Linked DNA regions of Mus musculus: regions 1 and 3 are each linked to region 2. A link is a contact called in public HiChIP or PLAC-seq data. All regions are on one chromosome and are shown on one strand. The core of a region is the stretch at or near the end of the contact, and the rest is flanking DNA. Distances in the headings are between cores, read along the strand shown.

The links. HiChIP or PLAC-seq counts read pairs in DNA pulled down with a chosen protein or histone mark.
Region 1: a BATF HiChIP or PLAC-seq map of CD8 T cells shows a contact between it and region 2, with 10 read pairs. The contact joins two enhancer-like sites. A contact is called at or near these places in 2 of 484 Hi-C or Micro-C datasets (Th1 cells and bone marrow-derived macrophages) and 2 of 115 datasets of contacts at active chromatin or transcription factors (CD8 T cells and effector CD8 T cells).
Region 3: a BATF HiChIP or PLAC-seq map of CD8 T cells shows a contact between it and region 2, with 20 read pairs. The contact joins two enhancer-like sites. A contact is called at or near these places in 4 of 39 promoter capture datasets (the 3T3-L1 cell line, the C10 cell line, liver and 1 more), 2 of 484 Hi-C or Micro-C datasets (B cells and natural killer cells), 2 of 115 datasets of contacts at active chromatin or transcription factors (CD8 T cells and effector CD8 T cells) and 1 of 9 other capture datasets (adipose tissue).

Annotation. Positions count from the first base shown.
Region 1 is chr10:44,482,001-44,485,353 of GRCm38.p6, reverse strand. It overlaps a transcript of Prdm1 not described here. Among named protein-coding and RNA genes, the nearest start is that of Prdm1, 25 kb to the right of the region's middle. Within about 2 kb of position 2,038, at least 35 of the 459 cell types and tissues checked have an H3K27ac peak or open chromatin away from gene starts, as enhancers often do. A contact at or near this core is called in CD8 T cells and effector CD8 T cells, where this site is marked.
Region 2 is chr10:44,820,463-44,823,641 of GRCm38.p6, reverse strand. No RefSeq gene overlaps it. Among named protein-coding and RNA genes, the nearest start is that of 4930431F10Rik, 83 kb to the right of the region's middle. Within about 2 kb of position 1,886, at least 13 of the 459 cell types and tissues checked have an H3K27ac peak or open chromatin away from gene starts, as enhancers often do. A contact at or near this core is called in CD8 T cells and effector CD8 T cells, where this site is marked.
Region 3 is chr10:44,537,739-44,541,198 of GRCm38.p6, reverse strand. No RefSeq gene overlaps it. Among named protein-coding and RNA genes, the nearest start is that of Gm35154, 59 kb to the left of the region's middle. Within about 2 kb of position 1,993, at least 71 of the 459 cell types and tissues checked have an H3K27ac peak or open chromatin away from gene starts, as enhancers often do. A contact at or near this core is called in CD8 T cells, where this site is marked.

The sequences.
Region 1 (3,353 bases), core at 789-3,288, 340 kb after region 2:
GAACTAAGAACAGCCTTGTTCAGCTTAGCTTACCCAGTTATTGCATGGTGACTGTAATGAGCCACAACTGGGCTTTCCAAGAAGGAAAAACAACTTTGTTCCATGCACTTCAAACTTCCCTAGGCCAAGAAAAGGCCTGATTTCCTTTGTCTTTATGAGACTAGATTCCTTCATGAATATTCCTTCAGCAAGAACGTTCTTCAGATCGTTATTAGAACACGTTGTCGTTGTGTCTAACCATGGTGAGAAGAGTTCTGGGCACTTTAAAATGGTGTAAGAAATCACAGACACTGGCAATCCCTCCCTCACTTGGAACTGGTGCATTTTGAAATGACACATACTGCTTTGGGGACCGGGACATAGCTTTCAGCACTTGACTAGCCCTCAAACCTATGCCCTACCCAAGACTATATGAGCTGAGAAAGGAAAGCATTCATACAGAGCACATCCCACTTCAGGGTCCTCTATAATTAATGGGTTAGGCTTGGCTTGTCATTCCCAAAGAGATTACCCTCCCCTAAGTATCATCATCACTGGGGAGAGAAATGTTATCGTACCCACCACAACCTCCGGCTCGAAAACATACTGCAGAGCTTTGCCCTAAGACTGTTTAATAGCTAAGAGTCCCTGCCACACCGCTACCTGAGCTGTCCTAGTATCAGGTGGGAGGCTGATCATGAATAGATATCTGCATTATCAGAAACGTTGCCCTACTTGCAGCTCAGTGAAACAAAAGGAAGACTTCTTAAAGGAGTGTTTTCTTTGAATTATCTTTCTGCAAAGCAAATGCAGCCATTGCTTAGGGAGGGCCCATGCGAGTCCTACAGTATGTGCACAGGAAACATAATATTAATCGCAGTGAAGCCTGATACATGGTTATAACTATCATCGAAACTCCTCTTATATTTTATTTACTGTTGGAACACTTTAAGGGAAAATGATTTTCCTTTGAGTGTCCCCACCTTGGGCCGGGGCGGGGAAAGAAGAATGAACTACGTGTCCCTTTGAAAAGCCTTTGGATTAGATTATCAGCACAGTTAATGCTTGAGGGACCTTGTGTCTCCTTAACTTGCCAATTTCTATTTGTTGAGTGTTGTAAGAGTTTGCTAATTAAACAGTTCCCAAGGTATTTTGAGAAGAACTTGAAGACGTTTCACCAACTGAACAATTTATTGCTGCAGTTGAAAAAAAAAAAAAAGGTAGTGTTTATTAACTTTCTTGCTGCATTTGTGGAGACTCCTGGTTATAAGTCCTGGCCCTTAACTGGATTTTGAGACTCGAATCAGCCTTAAGCCTTGCTGTTGTTTCAATGTATCACTGTCAGTTTCAGTAAACCTGAATCTAAGTAATGAGACCCTTGCTGCAGAGTTCAAATAAAAGCATTGAGAGCTCATAGGAACATTTCAGTTTTAAAAAACAAAAAAACAAAAAAAAAAAACATTGCTTCAGATAGTAGAATTGGAGGTATTTAAGGTTAAAAGAGAACACTTTCAACTTAGAAATTCTCGTCTCCTAATTCCTTACAGATGAATCTATGAAAGTAGTTTCACTCCACTATTGAAACACAAGCCTCTGTTAACCACACAGACCTGGGATACGGGGCCTCCTACTCCAGGCTTCATGTGGGAGGCCACAGCTGGGAATCGGAAGGGTACATAGATGTGGGCACAAGACGAACTCGAGCATACAGAATCCTTCTCTAAAAGGAGCTGTGCTGGCCTTCTGGTTGTAGCCACTTCTTGTCTCTCCTGGGCAAGTAAACTAAGCTAAGCGGCCATCTTTCTTTTGGGGGAAGGGGCAGTAGGGGTGGAGCTCAGGGCCCCATGAATGCCAAGCAAGCAAGCACACTAGCACTGAGTCCCATTCCCCAGCTCCTAGCTGGCTATTCCTATGCAATTAGTAATAATATTAATCTAGCTTTTACAATAGCGTAAACCCCACTGCAGTGGGTAGCATTTCGATAGACCTTGTAGCCTGTTGATCAGCCACACACAAGCCGCCTGGAAGCTCCAACCAGAGAAGCTCCCCCGGAGGAAGTGGGTGTGTGTCTGCCTGCCCTTTGTTGTGGTCAGTAAAGGAACTACTTGTGCTTTTTAATTAGAAGGGTGGGACCAGATTCTTCCTAATTGCAATTTGAGCTGCAATACAAAGCTTTTACAGAAGAACTGTGTTTAAAAGAAGTGCGTGGTCATTCTCTCCCGCATTCAACCCCAAGCCTTCCTTAAGTGACTCCTCATTTTACAGTTTAGCGGGGTTTTTTGTTTTGTTTTTTAACTTACCACAACCTCCTCCGAAACATAGTCTACCTCTACTCTGTAGTTCCAGTTTTGAAAGCTACAGCTTGGCTTCTGTTTGAGAAGGATCCGGAGGTATGCAAGGGCCGCCTGGGACAATGGATGTGGATACAAAGTGCTCCAAAGAGGAATTCAGCAGTGTCCATTCAGAATAGCCAGAAAGTGTTCATCCGAAATTGCAGACAGCTGCTCGTGCTAAGTGGGATTTATCCTTAGAACTAGACAAGGAAATTTGTATTTCCTGTTTTAATTAGAAGGGACTTTCACAACATAAGAATAAAAGGCATGGTTTGCCCCAAAGACATGCATCTGCTTCATATAAAAATAAATGCATTCTAAGTGTGAGAAATTGCTTGAAGATGGCCATGATATTGGGAATATGCTGTGTATTTACTTTATAGTCATCTGAGGTTTTCTTTTCCAGTAAGGTTAAGAACCTCAAGAATTTTTATGACTGAGTTAGAGAAAAGAGCATGGCCAAACGCTGTCGTTCATGTTGTGTTGGTACGAAGAAGAAGAAGGAGAAGAAGAAAGAAGAAGAAGAAGAAGAAGAAGAAGAAGAAGAAGAAGAAGAAGAAGAAGAAGAAGAAGAAGAAGAAGAGGAAGAGGAATGCTTTTTGTCTCATACACCTGCCAACTATGTTCATGGAAGGGCTGTTCTTGTAACCCTGACAGGAAGCAGTGGAATTGATTTTTCACCGCAATTGTTGACTTGGGATACATAGTAAATGAAATATAAATCAGTAGGCAGGTGTGTGTGTGTGTGTCTGTGTCTGTCTGACTAACTCTGTGTCTGAGTGTTCAAGCTCCTGAATTTGAAAGGAAATATAGTGGCTTCCTGCACAACATTGATTTTTTTTTCTTTTTAATAACTTACTTTTCAGATATCAATGCAGAGAATGTCGAAAGGAAACCATGTGAGTCATTTTAAATTATTCACAATGACAAAATTTCTAGCAGAGCTGTAACTCATCTTTTGAAGTTAACATGGGCATAGTAACCATTTAGTCCTTCCTCTGTGTAATACTGTTCGTCTCTTTGGCTGGGGATTTTGGAGCT
Region 2 (3,179 bases), core at 637-3,136:
CACATAGTACCTTCTTATACCTAAGATGCTAAAACTTAACAGTGAGGGCTTTATGTAGGTACAAGGTCAACTTCTCCATGTTCAATGAGTTGTGTAGATATTGTCTTCATCATGGGAACTTGCTGTCTGTTTGTGGAAAACCGACTATAGTCTTGCCAAAAGCCTGTGCTGTTTGGGGGTGCCATAGGATCCCTTTGGCCAACAATTCAATTAGATGTAACCCAATCTCAGTACTAGAAGCTTCATTTGGTGACAAAAGATAGCCAGTTGGGCCTCTGTTTCCCCCACTACTATGAGCTTCTATATTGACTGTATTCTTCTTGGTTATGAGATGATAATTTTGGAAGCTCACGTCATGAGAAAGTCCACTTCTTTTTTTCCTCTTGTAAATTGTAGAGGTGAACTTCTATCACACAGATTTCTCATAAGTGTATGGAGAATTGCAGGTGTCTTCAAATAGGAAAGTGAGAATATTAGCTGTGTTTTGTTGCTCTTAGAAATTTCAGCTATTGGAATGAAAATCTTGTTCCATGTAAAGAGTGGTCAATGAGCTGTCACCTCGTTTAAAGACTGTGCTCAGCAGATCTCTGGAGGCTGGCTTCTGGTATACCTTCTCACAGTAGAAAGCATGCAGGGTGTACTGAGTGGTGGTGTTTCCTTGTGTTTCACTCTGAGAAATTAGCTTACTGTCTGGAGAGTGGCAAGAAAGGAGTAAGTATTCCTGGAAAGAAGCAGCTACACGTGTACTTACCAACTTCTAAACAGAATAGTCTCTATATGAAGGATGAGAAGTGCTTCTGAGCTGTGAGGGCACAAGCCAGAAGCTCCACAGAGGAACTCAGAGACAATTCCTTGTTTCCCATCCTACACTGAACTGTGGCTTTTAACTTTCTAATAAACAATGAAAGTGGGTGTTATAAATGTTGTTTCACTCTGCAGACTAACTGAAACAGAACATTGGGTGCTTCTTTACATATGAACAATAGCAGGTATGAAAATTTTGAGAAATAATATCAAAACTTTAGAGTAACAGGTTTGTTCTGACATGAAAATATGAACACTCTTTTGTGTAGTTTTTGATAAAGAAGTGTTAGGAATTGTTTATTTCATGTTCCAGATAAAATCCAATCCCTCCCCAATTATAATCAATCCAAGTTGAATATCTATTCTGGAATAGATATTAGAGTTCCCCTAAAGAAAAAAAATCGAGGACAAAGATGCAAATTCAAGCATTAGGACAGAGGTCTCCATAATTAAGTACCCTAAAAAAAAATCACTTAACAGTCTAAGTTTTGCTGTTTAGGAATGTTCCAAATAGGTTTCAAAGAGGCTCAGAAGAGCCCCTCGCTCAGCCACAGGCCAGATGAGGAGGAACTTTGCAAGACTCTCCGTGGCAAAAGGATGTTAGCCTTAACCAAGCTAGCCAGACCAACAATAGAAAACCCCAAAGATCAATGATGTTAATAAATGGAGAGACCAGTAAGTTGCCTTCCCACCAATGCTAACCACACCAAAAGTAAGTAAAACCCTAGCTTCTCATAACTGGTTCTTGTTCAGACTGAAGAGTGTGAAGAGCCACTTGCTGTGACCAACGGTAGCTGTGCTGCTCCTTTGTAGAAAGCCATGGTCTTCAAAGAGCTTAGTAAGGGTCTTCACTAAAGAACAAAAAAAAAAAAAAAAAAAAAACATGGGTAAGACTGGTTTCCTTTCAAGTTATGACTCAACTTTGGTCACCACACTTCCACTTGGACCTATTAACATTTGGTGATCAGAATGTCATTCGTTTTAATCGGCTGCCACAGCAAGAGCTTTGCTGCCTCTCAGTCATATAGAAACCCACAAGAATATCTCCTTTTGACTCTGTTCTCCACATCAAACCCACAGTGAAGCTAATGCTGCTGTCTATCTTCTCACAATCTACTAGAAAGTGGCCTGCTTTGCCTTGCTTACTCTGCTAAAGGAGGTAAGCAAGAAACAAAGAGCCTAATGTTACTTATAAATAGAGGGTGCTATTGTAAGCCTGCTTGTAAAATAATAAAGCAATATGCTTTCTCTCTCTCTCCCTCTCTCTCTCTCTCTCTCTCTCTCTCTCTCCCTCCCTCTCTCTCTCTCCCTCTCTCTCCCTCTCTCTCTCCCTCTCTCAATCTCTTTCTCTCTGAACCATGATCCATGTCTCTTGTGAACATAGTGAATAAATCCCTTTCAAGCAAGGGCAGTGTGGAGACCAGTAGAAGCCAGCAGTAGGGTACTCAAGATTGCTTACAGGCTCTGAAACATAGGTGTAGGGTACAAGGAGCTTATCAGAGAACAACCAAGAGTGACAAGGAAAGGAATGGAGGGAGGGAGGAGGAAAAAACAAACAAACAAAAACGAAGATTTTCATTTATCTTTCTTGGAGATCAGAGTATCTCTTCTTTGTTCAGGTGCAGATTTCAAGAAACTAATCTTTAATCCCAGCCCTTAAGATTTCAAGGCTAGCCTGGGCTACTTAGTAAGAGCCTATGTCAAAAAAATGTTGGCTTGGCTTTAAAAGTTTGTTCTTATTAGTGTTGCTATTGTATGATTCTATCAATATAAAACCCATATCTAAGATTCAAGAAGCTCTTCCCACGTGCCAGGCACCATAGCAAACATTAAACGCATTCATTGTCTCCTTTGATTCTCCAATTATCCTTTCCATCAGATAGAAATATTATCTCCAATTAAAATTAGAAGTCCGGGGCATAGAAAATGAAATTATGAGAAGTCAAACTAATAAACAGTGGTTCTGGGACACAACCCTGGGCTCAGTGTGCCCGGAGATCAAGTTATTATCTGCTTCAGGGTGTTTCCCTTAAAAACACTGAGCTGTTTGTGCATTCAGCAAACCTAAATAGCTTAGAGAGTACCCTGAGAGTAGTGATTGTACAATGCTTCTGCTGGCTCTGGGGAATGCCTTCTGTGTTTTAACATCCCCACATGGTTCACTCAAACTTCTAAATTTGAACTAGAACTGCGTAGAACATCAGACCCTGAAAAACAACCCAACTTTTACTGAGTGGTTTCACTCACACCTGTGGTTTTTACTAGTGTCAAATTTCCTCCCAAGTGTTTCTGTCAAGTTTTATCTTGCCCATTTTCCCCAGGGCCAGCCATCCCTGTCAACAGTGACAATCTCCTTGACAAACAGAAGTCAAGGG
Region 3 (3,460 bases), core at 744-3,243, 280 kb after region 2:
GCAAAGCTTCTCTTTCTCCCTCACTAGTAAGGGTGTGTGATCTCTTTGTTATGTGATGGCTAGAAACTCCTCTAATGTTGCAATTTTCTACTGGCTATATTGTATCGGGTTGCAGTTTCCTCTACAATCTTCTCTAAAATCTGCAGGATTGTTATTCAAATATAGCATACTTTAGAAAATGTCAGCATGAACTCCAAGGCCTTGGCTACAGGAAGGAATCAGTTCAATACCTGAAAGCAGTCTAGCTCAGTTCTTTATACCCCTTAAGATTTTACCCTTTGGGAAACTTCTAAAAATCAGCTGGTGACCCCACAAAAGCTTCTGTTGGTTCTTTTCTTTTAGCGTAGTAGGAAGTTGGTTCTTTTCTTGAAAGGGTAGTAATAGGGGTTTTCAATGTTGGGCCAATTCTGAGCCCCATCTTTTGCCATTAAGTAAAATTTCCCTAGTCCATCACTTCAGTTTGGCCTGGTGAAGACAACAACACAGATGGTAAATCCCATACCTGCTAGACAATGTTGCAAAAAAGTCTCTGACCAAAGATTGCCATCAGAAGTTTCAAAGAAGCACCTCTCTTGCTACAAATGACCCTGACGCCTGACACTACTCTGAGGTTGCTTCTTCCGTTCTAGGTCTTCCCTGTTTTACCCATTAATTAAATGAAAATCCCTCTGCCTGCATTCTGTGTCTATGGTAATGACAACGTACACATCTCAGTGAGTCATTATAAGCCATAGATGGAATTCAACTAGAACATGCTAGAGCTACACCATACAGCTCGGCATGCACCCCTGCACTCTTGTAATTCCCTGGAAAGAAAAAATGTTGATTAAACTTGAATAGATAGAGACATTGGGTAGCACAATGAGAAAAGCAATCAAACAGAACCTCTCCCTTCATGGGGTAATATAACTTGTGGAGGACTTTCACAAAGGGTATCAAGTATCGAATGCCACCACACTGCCTACTTAAAAACCAGACAGTCCAATTTTGAAATTTTAACAGGAAGAGAGTTAATAAGGGGAGGCCCACTTATTCGGATGAATCAAAGATGAATCTGATATATAATCATGCTTTATTTGTACAGGGTCATTCACCCTAGAATCAAAGCAGTGATCACATATCTCGTTAACCCTTACAACACCCCCAGGAGGCATGGAGATGGTAAGTCATCCCCCTTGTTACAGATGGAGAGAGCCTGAGGCTCAGGACACTGAAGGGACTTGTCAGAGGCCACATCAAGTAAGTGAGTAATGGAGCAAGAAAGGGAACTAAAACTCTGTCTTTCTCCCCATCGCACTATTATATCTATTATATTTTACCAGTGTTGCCAAACATATTAATTACATTTTCTTCAGAATTCATTTTAAAAAATCAACCCCTTCTTTAAAAAACAAAACAAAACAAAAAAAAAGGCAAAAGAGTGAGTTGATAAGGAAAAAAAGAGATTTGTGTTTGTTTTAATGGATCAGTGAATTAACATATCTAAAGGTGTTGCTTGAGAAACAACTTCGGTGTGAGACAAATGTTTACATTTTTAAGGTAATTAAGGTGAACTCAAATTGAAACTCTAATTTGTGACTGAAAAGCACTGGCTGCTTGCCTTTGGGTTTCCAAACAGAACCATCAAAGAAACCTTCATTGACTGGTCCCTTTGTTGTACGGGCAGGGGCAGCCGCCAGCGGCAAGCAAAGGGTTTAACTGACTCATCACGGTAAAAAAAAAAAAAAAAAAAAAAAAAAAAAATCATCAGAATTTTCAAGTTTTTTAACCTTCACATTTTCCTAGAAGTCCACTCGATGAGCAATTACGTTTTCAGGATCCCTGTTAGCTAACCAACCGTTCCTGAGAATTCGTGATTCCACAAAGTAAAACCGGTTACTACTCAACTTCCTCATTTTTAAAAGTGGTGGCGACAAGAAGTCAGGGTGACTGCCAGACCAGTGCTCCTTGCTGCGGAGGAGGTGGGGGAGCAGTCAGGAGTCCTAGTTTGCAGGCTAAGTTCTGGAGATGCAGGTACCTCTGTCCCTGAGCCATGCCAGCCTGGTGTGGAGCTGTGTCTCACACGTGGGTTCTGCAGGCTCATCCCACACCGACCTATAAGTCTCCTCGAAGCTGGGCTGAGGGAGCCCACACCACAGGCCTGTCTGTGGCCAGTGCTCTTGAGATTCTCGGTTCCCAAAACCGCAGTTCCCGATTTCTAGTTTCCTTATAGATGAGATGTGGGGATCTTCAGAGGGGATCCCGGACCGCCAAGCAAGGCTGGGGAAACCCAAAGCCCCTGTGGTTGACGCTAAGTTGTTTGGGTATCAGCAGAGACTCTGAGAGATGGTGTTTAAAATGCCTATTTTGGGTCAGTTGAGCTGGAGGGAGGCCACACCCCCCAGAGAAAGCCATGAAGAAGGTTCAGATGCGGTCTCTGACTCTCAGCTCCTGAGCTTTCAGGATCCAGAGCCTATTTCCATCTTTCCAAAGAAGTCTGGGGCCCTGGGCCTCAAATGTTAATTCTATATTTAGGTCTACCATTTATTAGCTGCTGTGTGACCCTGCGTAAATTATTTGGCCTGGCTGTTCTTCTTCTTAATTTGTGAAATTAAGGGGCTCCGGGGGCGGCTTAGACAGTGAGATGATACCTTTAGTGTTATCTGATTACCGTAAGCACGGCTTGGTGAAATTAAGCTCCAGGTCACACCAAGAACTGAAGGTGACCTAGTGCACCAGACCCTTCCTTAGGACTGCTGACCTACTTACATGGTTCAGGCAGAGGTGGGGTGTCATAGAATGAGTAAAACCAGGCGAGAGAGCATAGCTAGGAGAAAGCGTGTCAAGGCAAAAGGAAAGGCACACTGGGGAGGGAGCGACTTTCCAAGTTCCTGAACTAAATAAATCCTGTCACATTCCCACACGCAAGCCTACCACAGCATGAGCCTTGCCTAAGAAGCAGACTAGAAGGCTGATGGGAATCTGGATAGGATTGGCCCAGTTTAAGGAAGTTGAAGTTAAGCACCTCCTACTCCAAGTCCTGTAGCCCCTCGCCTTAGGTCTTACTCGCCTGAATAGACAAGGGGACTAGAGAGAGAAAAAACATGAGACGCAGTAAGACACCATCTGCAAGACGAGAGAGAGGCCTCAGGGGAAAGCAAACCTGTTAACCTCAAGTGTTAAACTTCCTGCCTCCAGAATAAAGAGAAAATTCATTTCTGTTGTTTGAGTCAAACTGTAAAATGGAAAAGTTTCCAGATCCTGTCGTCCAGCCTGGCCTGTGTGTCTTCCTTGTCTGGTCCAGTGATAGCAGGTCTTACAGAGAGACCACAGGGACAGTCTCAGTAGCTAGTAGGTTCTTGCCCAGGCCCTCTTTTTCTGCTCAAGAGATAGCCTACTCCTCTCTCACTGTGGTGTGACACTATTTCTGGGGAGATGTGAACAAATGTCTACTCACCCCAGATAAGAAACCAGCAACAGG